Linked DNA regions of Triticum aestivum: region 2 is linked to region 1. The links are chromatin contacts, called in public Hi-C maps. All regions are on one chromosome and are shown on one strand. Each heading gives the region's core, a stretch centred on a gene start, on an enhancer-like site or on the middle of the called end of the contact. The rest is flanking DNA. Distances are from core to core; before and after follow the strand shown.

What was found. A called contact is a pair of places that touch in the nucleus more often than the background predicts.
Region 2: a contact with region 1 is called in a Hi-C map of leaf, with 7 times the contacts expected there. The contact joins the enhancer-like site here to the promoter of LOC123111848 in region 1. A contact is called at or near these places in 2 of 5 Hi-C or Micro-C datasets (both in leaf).

Annotation. Positions count from the first base shown.
Region 1 is chr5B:358,802,615-358,809,384 of IWGSC CS RefSeq v2.1, reverse strand. It overlaps LOC123111848 (potassium transporter 23), which reads left to right and starts at 3,281. Exons shown (of 9, transcript XM_044532725.1): 1 at 3,281-3,718; 2 at 4,074-4,302; 3 at 4,410-4,658; 4 at 4,779-4,829; 5 at 5,071-5,331; 6 at 5,759-5,811; 7 at 5,933-6,047; 8 at 6,174-6,428; 9 at 6,685-6,770. The coding sequence starts at 3,392.
Region 2 is chr5B:359,299,331-359,306,100 of IWGSC CS RefSeq v2.1, reverse strand. LOC123111850 (a long non-coding RNA gene) reads right to left here. Exons shown (of 10, transcript XR_006454808.1): 6 at 6,661-6,747; 7 at 6,511-6,586; 8 at 5,659-6,327; 9 at 5,468-5,543; 10 at 5,107-5,374. Among protein-coding and RNA genes, the nearest start is that of LOC123111850, 7.0 kb to the right of the region's middle. Within about 2 kb of position 4,435, at least 6 of the 8 cell types and tissues checked have an H3K27ac peak or open chromatin away from gene starts, as enhancers often do. A contact at or near this core is called in leaf, where this site is marked.

The DNA of each region.
Region 1 (6,770 bases), core at 2,032-4,531:
TCATCATTATATATATCCAATAAAAACTAAAAGCCCGTAGGGCGACGTTGGGCGCTCGCCCTACCTTGATTTCTGCAGATTTTTTACTAGGTACAAATACGTATACGATAAAGCTCCAGTCGGTCGCTAGAAATTCCGGTGAAACGTTTTAGTGGGCCGTGAATCATGTACTTCTTGTTCGGCCTTATCAACTAGTAGGTCACGTTATTCTAAAGAAAACTAGCAGGCCATGCCACGGACTGGGTCACGCACAATCTCATGCCTCGCAGCCCCTCGCCCGACCGAATCGTTCGTCCAGGCCACTACACCATGCTCGAGACTCTCGCTCGACACTAAAAATCTTCCCTTAAACTGCTAAAAAAAATTTCCCTTAAAAATGGTTATTTTGCCTTCCTGTAAAAGTTAGGGGAAGTTTTTTGAAAAATAAATTTTTTCAGTCCCTCTAATCTTCTTCCCCTAAAAGCATGTTTGTTTTACTTTTAATTAAACAAAAAATAGATAATTGCTATGACCCACTGATCAGTGGCCCCGGCGAGGCAGTGGCGGTGGCGGCGGCGCGGACAGCACGAGGCAGTGGCAAACGGCGGCGGGCGGCAATGCACGAGGTGGTGGTGGCGGCAGGGTCACGGCGGAGTGCGCTGGCGCCGTCATGAGCGTGGCGGTTGATGAAATTTCAACCCGCCACTTGCCACGAGAGATTTTTTTGCCCCAACTTCCCGTAAACTGTGGTTATTTTAGAGTTAGGGGAACTGTTGGAGTTGCTCTAACCCTAGCGGCGGCGCTCGGGGATGGCGGCCAGCAAAAGCATTGCCTTTTAGGTGCGGGGGCGGGGGCGGTGACCAGCACGAGTGCTGAGCGCGCGTCCAGGCGGGGCGAGGGCGCTTTCCCGAGGGCTAGAGCATGCACTATTCCCGGTGGCAGGAGCGCATGCCATTAAAACTTCCTTATCGTTAATGTTTTAAGTTGCTATTCTATTTAAAATATGTTGTATTTGTTTATTCTGTCTAGGATCATAAGAAAATATTGGTTTGCATAAGAACATTGCCTTAAGAGTTCGCCCTACCTCGAAATAGTTTCGTCCTCCGCCACTGAACGCACGGGCATTTTACTATCAGTGATAGATATGTAGCCAATGACGACCGACGACGACAACCCATTCATCTATATCTATACCAATATAAAAAGACCCAACGGGGCAGATTCAATTAATCTCCCATCAAATCATGTCAATCCAACGACCTAGACTGCTTTAATGTCGAGCGCTCAACACGTTTAGCGTGCAGTTAATTTTATACCAAAAATAGTGTTAATCATATAATAACATGCAAATAATATCCTACTTAATATCCGCATGCACTTAATATCTTCCAGATTAACGTGCATTGCACGTACACATTGACTAGTTGATTTAAGGAGCTGATGGTGACACTATTAACTTTAGTGTATACCTATTCTCAAAAAGATAAAAAATAAATTAGTGTATACCTTATCCCTGTTCCATGAGCCATCTCAATGTTAAAAATAAGAGGAGCAATCTGAAACGAGGATATGATATACATGTCGTTGTACGGATCATACATCAGTATCTCTTCGTAGTCCTTGGCCAAAATCTCAAGCTAAATAAAAAAGATAAAAGAAAACGAGTCGTCGAACTGCTGCTTTCGTCGGGCACAACCGCCGTGTGTACGCAGTTACGGCGCCGTTCCCGGATATTTGTCAAGTGGAAGCCGCCTGCGACGGCGCCCCATCGGACCTGAGATCTCACGCTTCAATTCTCATCAGAAAAACCCGTCCCCGGTTGCGAACGCACCAATGTATCGACGCCACGCTGATAATAACCTGTGCCGGCCCCGCCCCATGCACTGGACTGGCAGAGCAGCATTGTGATGTTACGTGTCTCTATTATTATTGTCGCCTACCGTACTAGTTTTCCACGTGACGTAGCGCAGAGGGCAGAGGGCGAGAGGACGAATCACTCAACAACTGAAAGATGGCACTGTAGCGTGTAAGTGTAACCCATGTTGTCTTTACCGACCACTTTGGTGAGTCTAAACAAGAACAAAAAGAAAAACTGATCTCCTTGCTTGGCATGAAAGAAACAAAGTTACTACAGTAAAAAAAAGAGTTCACTGGAAAAACATATGTGGGAGGGCCGGAGGGGACACGTACCACTGAAAATTACTATAGCAAGTACACAAAGGGTTCAGTTAGACTGGTCACAATGGGGAGGAACTTAGGCTGGTCATAGTGGAAAGTAACTTAGAGTAGTAACATGCATACGTTACTACTTTATGTTACTACCCTTAGGGCCTGTTTGGTTTCAATAAGTCACCTGACTTATAAGTCAGGTGACTTAAAACCAATGACTTATAAGTCATGCATGTTTGGTTGTCACTTGACTTATAAGTCACCTGAGCACACCTTCCCACTTTATTTTTTTCGGTAAAGGTGGTGGGACCCATGCAAAAGGGGATAACTTATAAGTTTTAAGTTGGGGTGGAGCAACTTATGACTTATAAGTTGGGGTGACTTATAAGTTAGGTCTGTTTGGCAAAATAAGTCAATTTTTGCACTTTTCGACTTATAAGTTGGTGACTTATTTGGAACCAAACAGGGCCTTATAATGGGAAGTGTCATATGTGGAGTAACATACACATGATCATTTATTGTCTTGTAGACTCATTTTGCATTGGAAAGCGTTATGTGATGGTAACATATTAGGTTACTCTATTTGCCTCTCTCCTCATTAACTACTTGTCACATCAACATTTTTGATTATGTGGCATCTATGTTACTACCCATGTTACTCCCACTATGACCAGCCTTAGGAGTAACATCACACACTCCAATACAACTTTGCTTATGTGGCACATATTTAATGAAGAGAGAGGTGCTTGTGGTAACTAGCTAAGTTACCGAAACATCACACACTTCAAGAAACAATGAGTCTATAACCTAATAAATACATCGTTGCATGACACTACATAGATGTTCCTACCCACTATGAAGGTAGAAACATAGTCTAGAGAAGTGTGTAAGTTACTAGTTTATGTTCTTGTCCATTGTGACCAGACTTACGAATATGTGGGAGGCTGGACGTGTAGAGACAAATTGCATGCAATTTCACCAACAGACAGCTCAACTGGCCGCCAAAAGCCAAACGTGATCATCTCATCGGATCACTTAAACAAATCGCAATAATTCCACACGAAATCCTAGCCGTACGCTGCCCCCGCATCATTGCTACGGTCCCGAATCCCGATTAAGAAAACCCGAAACCCGAAGAAAGCCCAACACGAAGCGCCACGCCACACCACACCTCGCCGCAGCCTCGCTCAGGACCAGCCCGCGCTCTCCTCGGATCCGAGCCGCCGCGCCAGAGGGGACGGAAATGGACGACGGCGGGATCCAGGAGGAGGAGCAGCCGCCGTCGGCGCGGCCGCTCAGGCCGAAGCGATCGGGGGGCAGCTCGCGGTGGGTGGACGCCAGCGAGGTCGACTCGTCCGAGTCCGCGCACTGGTCGCTCGAGGACGAGCGGGAGCCCTGGGCCCTCTCGGCCGCCGACGAGGCCGAGGTCCTGTGCGCCACAGGAGGGGCCCTGCTCTCGCGGAGGAGCTCCTCCGCGTTTCGCCGGAGGCTGGGGAAGCGGCCCAAGAGGGTGGACTCCCTCGACGTCGAGTCCATGAACGTGCGCGGCGCGCATGGCCACAGCGCCCAGGTTCGTCACCCTGATGATCCGCTGATTTTGGGACGGTTTGATTGGCGTTGGCGGCTTAGCGTAGCGAGTTGGAATTGTTTCAGTATAAAACAACGCGACCTTTGACCATTTCTCAATAGGCGAAAGCATCATTGGATACACGGATCGATCGCCCGAGGTTTACCGAGGTTGTAGTCCTGACGAGCCTGTGCTTTTGCTGCCATTTTGGTTGGGCATTTCATATATCAACTAGTATCTGCGTGCCTGACTCTGAAAACACGCGTGCCCTTTTTTTTCTTTGATGAGTCGGATATTTTTCTACCACATGTAGCAATGGAAGCGATGCTTAACCCCTCTTGGCTGCACCTTGCACCAGGATATATCGTTGATGGGCACCGTCGCGATGGCATTTCAAACCCTCGGAGTTGTTTATGGTGACATGGGTACGAGCCCTCTATATGTCTTCAGCGATGTGTTCAGCAAGGTCCCCATCAAGTCAGAGGTGGAGATCCTTGGAGCGCTTTCGCTGGTCATGTACACGATAGCGTTGATTCCTTTTGCGAAATACGTATTTATAGTCCTGAAAGCCAATGACAATGGCGAAGGTAAGATGCAAAACTGGTCCTGTAAATAATGCTTGTAGACCATCAGTTGTGTACGCTCCTGTCCAGATTGGTTTGGCTTACCGACTGAATCATCTCATGGTTTGCAGGGGGCACGTTTGCATTATATTCGTTGATTTGCAGGTATGCAAAAGTCAGCCTGTTGCCGAATCAGCAGCGTGTGGATGAAAATATTTCTAGTTTTAGGCTCAAGTTACCTACTCCTGAGCTTGAACGTGCTCTGCTTGTCAAAGACTACCTAGAAAAGAAGCCACTCTACAAAAATATTCTCCTGTTCTTGGTTCTGATGGGGACTTCCATGGTGATTGGAGATGGCATCCTCACTCCGTCAATGTCAGGTGCTTCATGTCCACACTCTTTTGTCCTTATTTCTTCTACCAACACAGATTCTGAAATGGCTATTCACCTCGAAAATGCATCGTCCCTGACCCTCGTCTCTTGTTTTCTGTTATGTTCAGTTATGTCTGCTGTCAGTGGTCTCCAGGGTCAAGTTGCTGGATTTGATGCAGGTTTGGTACTCCCTCCGTAAACTAATATAAGAGCGTTTAGATCACTATTTTAGTGATCTAAACGCTCTTATATTAGTTTACGGAGGGAGTATTTGTTATGCCCTTCATGAATATTGCAACTGTCTGCTTATGTCCTGTCATTATATCACCGCCGACATATTAAACCATCTTTTCATACAATCCTACTTTCCAAAGCCACAAGAACATAAGTATCTCCTTGCTTCATCTTTTTTTTTTGCAGATGCTGTTGTAATTGTTTCAATCCTAGTTCTTCTGCTATTATTCAGTGTCCAGAGCTTTGGAACTGGCAAAGTTGGAATCATGTTCGCTCCCGTTTTGGCTTTGTGGTTTCTTAATTTGGGCTCCATTGGAATATACAACATAATTAAGTATGACACGTCAGTCGTGAGAGCACTCAATCCAATGTACATCTATTATTTTTTCAAGATGAACGGCATAAAGGCATGGTCAGCTCTCGGTGGTTGTGTCTTGTGCATCACAGGTACCTCTTACTCCAGCATTGTCTGGTTTCTTAATTTAGTTTTTTTTCCTCGTATCCTTTAAAATAGCCAGCGCCAATATTACAGAATTTACAGTCACACTGTGTCTTGTGATGTTTTTGGCATTCCTATATTCAGCAGTACCAAGACAGTTACATAGAAACTATAAGAATATTAAAAGGGATGAAAATTATCCTCTTCTGCCTGTCCCCATACTGTAGCATTCTGGATGTCATGATATTATCTGACATAATTTGGATGGCAGTGCTTCACTTGTTTCACTACTAACAAATGTAACTCGAAATTTATGCTGAGTGAATCATAAGGGCTGATTGGTCATCGATTTTACCAGTCATAAATCCTACAACTGAAAGTTATTCTGCTGCATACGGCCAAGAGCCCAAGACTCATTTCTTGTTGCAATTGTAGGAGCTGAAGCAATGTTTGCTGATCTGGGCCATTTCACTGTCAAATCAATACAAGTTAAGACATTGACTAGTTAACTGAGATACACCTTTTCCTGATTTTACTGTGTGATTGATTTGAAATTTGTGAATCACTTTTTATCAGAGCTAAGTTGACATTTCCTTTTGTTTGTTCCAGCTAGCATTTACTGCTGTGGTATTCCCTTGCCTGCTTATTGCGTACATGGGCCAAGCTGCATATTTGATGAAGCATCCACTTGATGTAGAAAGGGTATTTTATGATTCTGTACCAGGTAAGCTGCTCGGGTTCGGATGGCATAGATATATCAGACTGTCTAGGACTCTAGGTTATTATCACTGTAAATAATTATCCATGTGATGTTCCCTCATTAAGTATTTTTGTTTTATTTGCAAAGCAGAAGTTCTGTTCTGGCCAGTATTTGTGATTGCTACACTTGCTGCTATGATTGCCAGCCAAGCTATGATATCTGCAACCTTCTCTTGCATAAAGCAGGCTATGGCTCTTGGTTGCTTTCCTAGGATCAAAATAATCCATACCTCCAAGAAAGTCATGGGTCAGATTTACATACCTGTGATGAATTGGTTTCTCATGATCATGTGCATCATCATCGTGGCCACTTTCAGGAGTACGAACGATATTGCCAATGCATATGGTCAGTGTTTTTGTTTTTAAGGAATTTACAACAATATCCTTCTTGTTTTAGCATCTAGAATACGTATCTTTGATAAACTATTGTGGCAATAATGTTCAGCTTTTTGGCATGGCTATAAGATATTATGTTGCATAACAATCAACTGATGGCCAGTTACTGCTCCATTTCATGATGAACACTGCATATGATATTATTTATCTTCAGCAAAGCAACTATCTGATTTGTTTCTCACACGATTCTCTAAAAAAAATTCCAGGCATTGCTGAAGTTGGAGTCATGATGGTCAGCACTGCACTGGTAACCTTGGTGATGCTTCTTATATGGCAAACCAATCTGTACCTT
Region 2 (6,770 bases), core at 3,186-5,685, 500 kb before region 1:
ATGGAACCGATTTCATCGGCGCCGACAACCCTCCGCCCCGAACCCCGGTTGCGGTCATGTTATATGTCTTGCAATTGCGCTTGGGTGTGCTGTGTTGCGAATGCGCTCGGGCCGTGTCGGTTGCAACTACAAAAAAAACAATAAATATAAAAATGGAACCGATTTCATCGGCGCCGACAACCCTCGGCCCTGACCCCCCGTTTGCAGTCACGTTATATGTCTTGCAATTGCGCTTGGGCGTGCTGAGTTGCGATTGCACTCGGGTTGGGCGGTTGCAACTTCAAACAAAAAAAACTCCTAAACAGAAATAAAAAATGAAACAACCCGAAAAAAGAAAAGAAAAATAGAAAAATAGAACAAGATTTCCACCTGTAGAGACAAAGAAAAACTCGCCGCGCTCTATGTACTGCAGCCGCCAACGATAAGAAGAAGAACTCCACTGGCTCAACTCGGCCAACATTGTGCTCATCCCGAAGAAGGATGGGGCGGAGGAGATAGGGGACTTCCGTCCCATTAGCCTCATTCATGCTATTGCTAAAATCATCGCCAAGGTGCTGGCTGCCCGTCTTGGCCCTTTCATGAACAACCTTGTCTCCAATACACAGAGTGCTTTCATCAAGAAACGGAGCATCCACGACAACTTTATGTACGTCAGGAATCTCGCGCGTCGCCTTCACAGAAACAAGACTCCATCCTTGCTCTTCAAGTTGGACATTCGGAAGGCCTTTGACTCGGTGCGATGGGAGTATGTTCTTGACCTCCTACGGCGGTTGGGCTTTCCGGTCCGCTTTCGGGATTGGGTGGCGGCCCTCCTTTGCACTTCCACTTCGCGCGTCCTCCTCAATGGTATTGCCGGGCTGGCCATCTCCCACGGCCAAGGACTCAGACAAGGGGAACCCCTTTCCCCCCTTCTCTTTGTCCTTGCGATCGACCCCCTTCATCAGCTCCTTGAGGTTGCCACAATGCACAACCTACTTCACAAGATTCAAGGGCGTGGAGCTACTGTTCGTACCTCTCTCTATGCGGACGATGCGGCGATCTTCATCTCCCCAACACGAGAAGACGTTGACAACCTTGCGGCCATCCTTAGTGCCTTCGGCGAGGTCACCGGTTTGTCCACCAACTTCCAGAAGAGCTCCGTTGTCGCAATTCGTTGTGGCCACCTCAACCTCGACGACATCCTTCAGAGCCTGCCCGCCTCGCGGACGTCTTTCCCTTTGAAGTACCTAGGCCTCCCTCTATCCATTTGGCGGTTGAAAAGGGTGGACTTCCAGCACCTTGAGGACAAGGTCGCCGCCAAGCTTCCTCCATGGCAAGGGAGAAACATCACCACGATCGGTCGGGCGGCCTTGGTCAAATCGGTCCTCACTTCGCAAGTCGTCTACCACATCACCGCCCTCAACGTCCCTCCCGGTGTGTTGCACAACGTTAATAGAATCGAGCGTGCTTTTCTTTGGTCAGCTCAGAATACAACTACAGGCGCAAAATGCAAGATCAATTGGGAGACAGTCTGCCGGCCAACGCATCTCGGCGGGCTTGGGGTCCTACACTTGGGGAAATTTGCAAGGGCTCTCAGACTAAGATGGCCGTGGGTGGAATGGAAGGACCCATCGAGACTGTGGGTGGGCTTAGGAAACCCGTGCTCGGAGGTGGATATGGACCTCTTCTACGCCGCCACAGTCATTACCATGGGGAATGGGGGGAAGACACCCTTCTGGGAAGCGCCGTGGCTGAGGGGGAAAAAACCGAAGGATATCGCCCCCCTAATCTTTGCAGCTTCCAAGCGGAAGAAGTGGGTGGTGAGGGATGCCTTGCAAAACAATGCCTGGGTGCACAAGATCAACCCTTCCATTAACCTCTCGATCAACCACATGGTGGAGTTTGTGGACCTTTGGATTCAACTTGAGCAGTTTCAACTTTTACCTGACATTGATGATGATATCTCCTGGAAATTTGAGGCGAATGGTGAGTACTCAGCGGCCTCCGCATACAGGATCCAATTCCTGGGCTCCATGACGACCACCATGAACAAGACTATTTGGAAGGTTTGGGCACCTCCCAAGGTCAAGTTCTTCTCCTGGTTGGCGATTCAAAATAGGATCTGGACAGCGGATAGATTGGAGAAGCGAGGTTGGGAGAATTGCGGTCTATGCACCCTGTGTAGAAGGGAAAACGAGACAGCCGCGCACCTCTTCTTTCGGTGCAGGTTCACACTGCGTGTATGGAGATTGACAAAGGAGTGGCTTGGACTAGGGGCACTGGAGACCCAACAATGGTCGGCGGAGCACAACGTCAAGTCTTGGTGGACGAACATGTAGAAGCCCAACACGGCGAACCGGAAGGCCATGGCTTCCCTGACTATGCTTGTTGGTTGGGTCATTTGGAACGAGAGAAACACTAGAGTTTTCAGGAAGAAATCAACGCCGCCCTTCTACATTCTAAAACTTATCCAAGATGAAGCGAAGCTTTGGGTCACGGCGGGAGCTAGACATCTGAGTATCATCATGCCGCGAGAGTAGCTACTGCTTTCTTTTGTTGTCGGACGGGCTATGATGTGAAGCCATTAATCATGTACTCTAAAACTCTTCTCCTTTATTAATGAATGAGGCAAATCTTTTGCCTCTGTTTCAAAAAAAAAAAAAAAAAAAAAGATAAGAAGAAGAAAAAGGAGTCTTGTCGTATATTGTAGTAGTATATAGGTACCTTCTCTCCTCTCCTGTGTACTTAACCGATCCATCCACATGCACATCCACATCAGGGCCTGACGGAAGTGTGAGGAGGCTGCAGCCCATACAACGAAAAACAACAGATGGGCTGCCAGCGGGACAACACATGGGCCGCGCCACCCCGTCGGGCGAAGTCTCCACCTGGACACACGAATCGTGGAGCGTTTCGATCTGACGGCCACAAAAACGAATGAGACCAAAGAAAAAAACATTCGAATGAGTTTTAGCAAATCCCATAAATTTACGCACATTTTATTTTGACCTCATAAATTTTTAAAAAGTCATATCTTTTAAACCACACGTCGGAATTCAGATCCGTTTTCACCATTGGATTCATCGTGACGAGATCTTCGAAACTAAACCCGCATGGGTATGTTTCGATGAGTTTTTTTATGCCAACTTTGGTGCTATATGGTACAACTAAAGTATTGCATTGTGCAACTTTAGTACTACATGGTGCAAATTTTTTTAAAACCAACTTTGATAGTCTAGTTGTACATACATTGATGTTTAGTTGCCAGAAAGACTAGTTGCACACACATATGCTCAGTTGGCTTGTAATTTAGTCTAGTTGCACACATATTGATGTTTAGTTGGCAGGACACTAGTTGCACACATATATGTGCAATTGACGCGGCAAGGTAGTCTAGTTCTACACACATTGATATTTAGTTGGCAGGACTAGTTACACACATATACTCAATTGGCGCGGTAATGTAGTCTAGTTGCGCACATATTGATGTTTAGTTGGCAGGACTATTAGCACACATATATGTTTAGTTGGCGCGGCAATGTAGTCTAGTTACACACACATTGATATTTAGTTGGCAGAAGAACTATTGACACACACATATGCTCAGTTGGCGCGGCATGTAGTCTAGTTACACATATATTGTTGTTTAGTTGACAGTAAGACTATTTCATCAAAATATCTTCATGTGGGATCTACTTTTGAAGAGCACGTCGCGAGGGTTTCAACGATGAAAACGGATCTGAATTTTGATACGCTATTGAAAGTTATGCATTTTTAAAATTTTAAAATTACAAAATAAATGTGAACAAACACATGCACATGCATATACATGCACAAGAGAAGATGTATATGCTGAAATTTAATACGTAGCATGAAAAGGGACTACTTGATGACTATTCTAATTAGAAGGGGAGACAAGAAATTACCTGAAGTGGCAGACCGCTCGCTAAACATCCCAGACGGTCATGCGCTGGCTACACGTGTCCAACAATAATCCTGGTGGTTTTTTTAGGGATATAATCCTGGTGGGTTAGTACATCTGACATCTCATGTGGGCGGCAGTCCACTTGAGCTAGTAGGCCTAAGAACAAGATCCAGTCCTATGGACCAATATGGGCTTCCGAAGCTGACAGACAGGTCCCAAAGTCATGGGGACAACACCACTAACCAAAGCGGGTGATTCTCGAAAAAAGAAAAAACCAAACGGGTCACTTTAAAATAACCTAACCAAATGGAATCTTGAAAGGGAAACGCTAGTTTTAAACCGGTTGATTTTCTGTCCGCTTAAGTCGCCTCCTTCTGCTACCACGTGTCCATGTGGGACCACACTGCTTAGCCTTTCGTTCCTTATCCTCTCGGTTGAATCCATCCCATCTTCTCCTCGCGACAGATCCCCTCCGCTAGCTCCTCTCCCTCTCTTTTATCCCCCACCCAAGCCGAAAGTGCCTATCTGAGCCCGAGCTCAGATGCACTGGTTATGTACAACGTCCTTTCTCCTCATGATTCGCACTCCCCCCTGTATATGGCTGTGTATCGCAAATTGTATATGGAAGCATATTCTCAACCATGGCCCACTCAGCCAACCCAATTAATGTGACGTGCGCTGTCTAACCGGAGTCGGCTCATAAGGCTCCTAACGATATGAGCCACGGCTCATACCTCGTCCACCAACGGAGTCCGTCTACACCACTTTAATTAATGTTCTGCGTGACCCCACCAACCAACCTTCTACATCAAGATTCAGCCCTAGTCGCGCGCTGCCTCATACTTCCTCCACACCAGTAGTCAGATCGCGCCGCGCCACACCATTTTTCTTCTTCCCACCCTGATCAGGTACTGCCCAGATTTTTTAAGTCCACATCAGTAAAGATCTCAGTCCCCGCCAGCTGCAACAAATTCTTTCTTGATTTCGATTCTTTGTTGTGCATCAGTGCAGAAAATGTATTGTCAATTTGGGTGAGATACATCTTTCAGCTGTTGGCCATGACGTTTAGTACATGATGTACTTGCTGATGTCCTCTTTTGATTCGGAGGCATATCACTGAAGATGGATCAAAACTGGACCCCTCGAAAGGAGTACTAGGATGATGAAATTATGAAAGCAGGTGGGGTCGAGCAAGACAGACATCCATGGAAATAACTTAAGATTGACAAGGTTGAGGGTACATAACAGTGACAAGGTTGAAGGTACATAATGCAAACTAACAAACTAGATATTATGGGAATCGCAGTGGCTAGTGATACGGTGGTTCAGGCATAATCTGGCTTGCTAAGCGTCGTATGCAGAATCGGATGGTGCCAAGACTAGATAGTGCATCATGGGAGACTGTGGAGAATTCCCATGGAGCTTCATGCACTCGTGCAGTGTATCCATCTTGGTTTTGGAGACATTATGCTGTGCAAGCATGCATACGGGGTGTCAAAAAAAGGGTTGAACTGGTTTACACAAAGATAAAACTGAATTGTGCTATCGAGGCCACAAACTGACCTTCGCGAGCAGCAACTTCAACTTGCCCCCGTCAAAGTGTCGGGCTATATGGATGACACAGGCCCCAGATTCATCCCTGCATAATGAGTGGCATAATGTTGTTTCAGGTTTTGTATGCATGCTAAAAAAATTGCCGTACACTAACTGGGACCAAGAGAGGTACCCAGAGAATTTGTGCATGCTCTCTTCACCTTTGACCTGCATTAACCAGTTATGGTTTTGTTTGGACAACAGTTCTTCATCCCAGTACCATGCCCAGAAGGCTGGGTAATCATTGTATGGGGCATGGTAACGAAAGCGATCAATTTTTTCGACCCTTTGGTACAGCACAAATGCATTCCAGCACCATGGCAAGGCGCGGGATATGGCCATTGCACGGAAGCACCAGACTGCTTTGTTCAAATGCTTCAATGAATATTATGATGGTTGACCAATGAGCAAGGATGATTGGGGGCTCAAGTTCCCACCTCTGTCTGACACCAATTTCTCTGGGTACCTCTCCTGGTCCCAATTAGTGTACGCCAATTTTTTTGGCAAGGGCTCATCAATGCTGTGACATGTCAAGAATGTGCTCCTCAATTCACTACTGACTTCCCTGTTAGTTCTAGTGAATTGTTTCTTATTCGTAGAGACAAGTTGATGCGTGTGCTGACAGACGAATCGGAGGACCTCATAATTTCCATCATCTCTTCTCCTCAAGCTAATCATGGCCTCACAACCACAACTAGTTAGCTTTACTTTCTTCCTCGACTTCTTCACATGATCGTTCAATACAGTTTTCTCCTCCCTCCATCCTTTCCATGCACAAGTAAAACGCTTCCATACTGGTATTACCATCACTCCCCTTAGGCTGTGTAAATCTGCGAACCGAAAACCCAACCACATGAGCATAACGTGTGTAGAAACACCTCACCATCCTCCCATTTATAAAAGAACATGCCAGTTATGGGCTGTAAGCTTTCAGGACACTCAGGTTCATATGTTGAACCCTGGATCATTAAGTAAAATTTGTACTTCTATACTGAACATTGAATAATACTTACATGGATTGGCATGCTACTTCTCTTCCTTGGTGTACTGTAACTATCTATACTGCCGGAAACCAACTCCTTTGCATCCCTTCAAAGAAGGAAAAATAAATACATGATATGATACAACGACACAAAATTATTTAATTCATACAAACTGTATACCGTGAAACTGCTATTGGCATCATCTTCCAGCGCAACTGTAGCAGTAGATTCTACGCTCTGACCAATGCTCTCCATCTCCAGCATGGACTGATTGTTGCAAATGAAATATG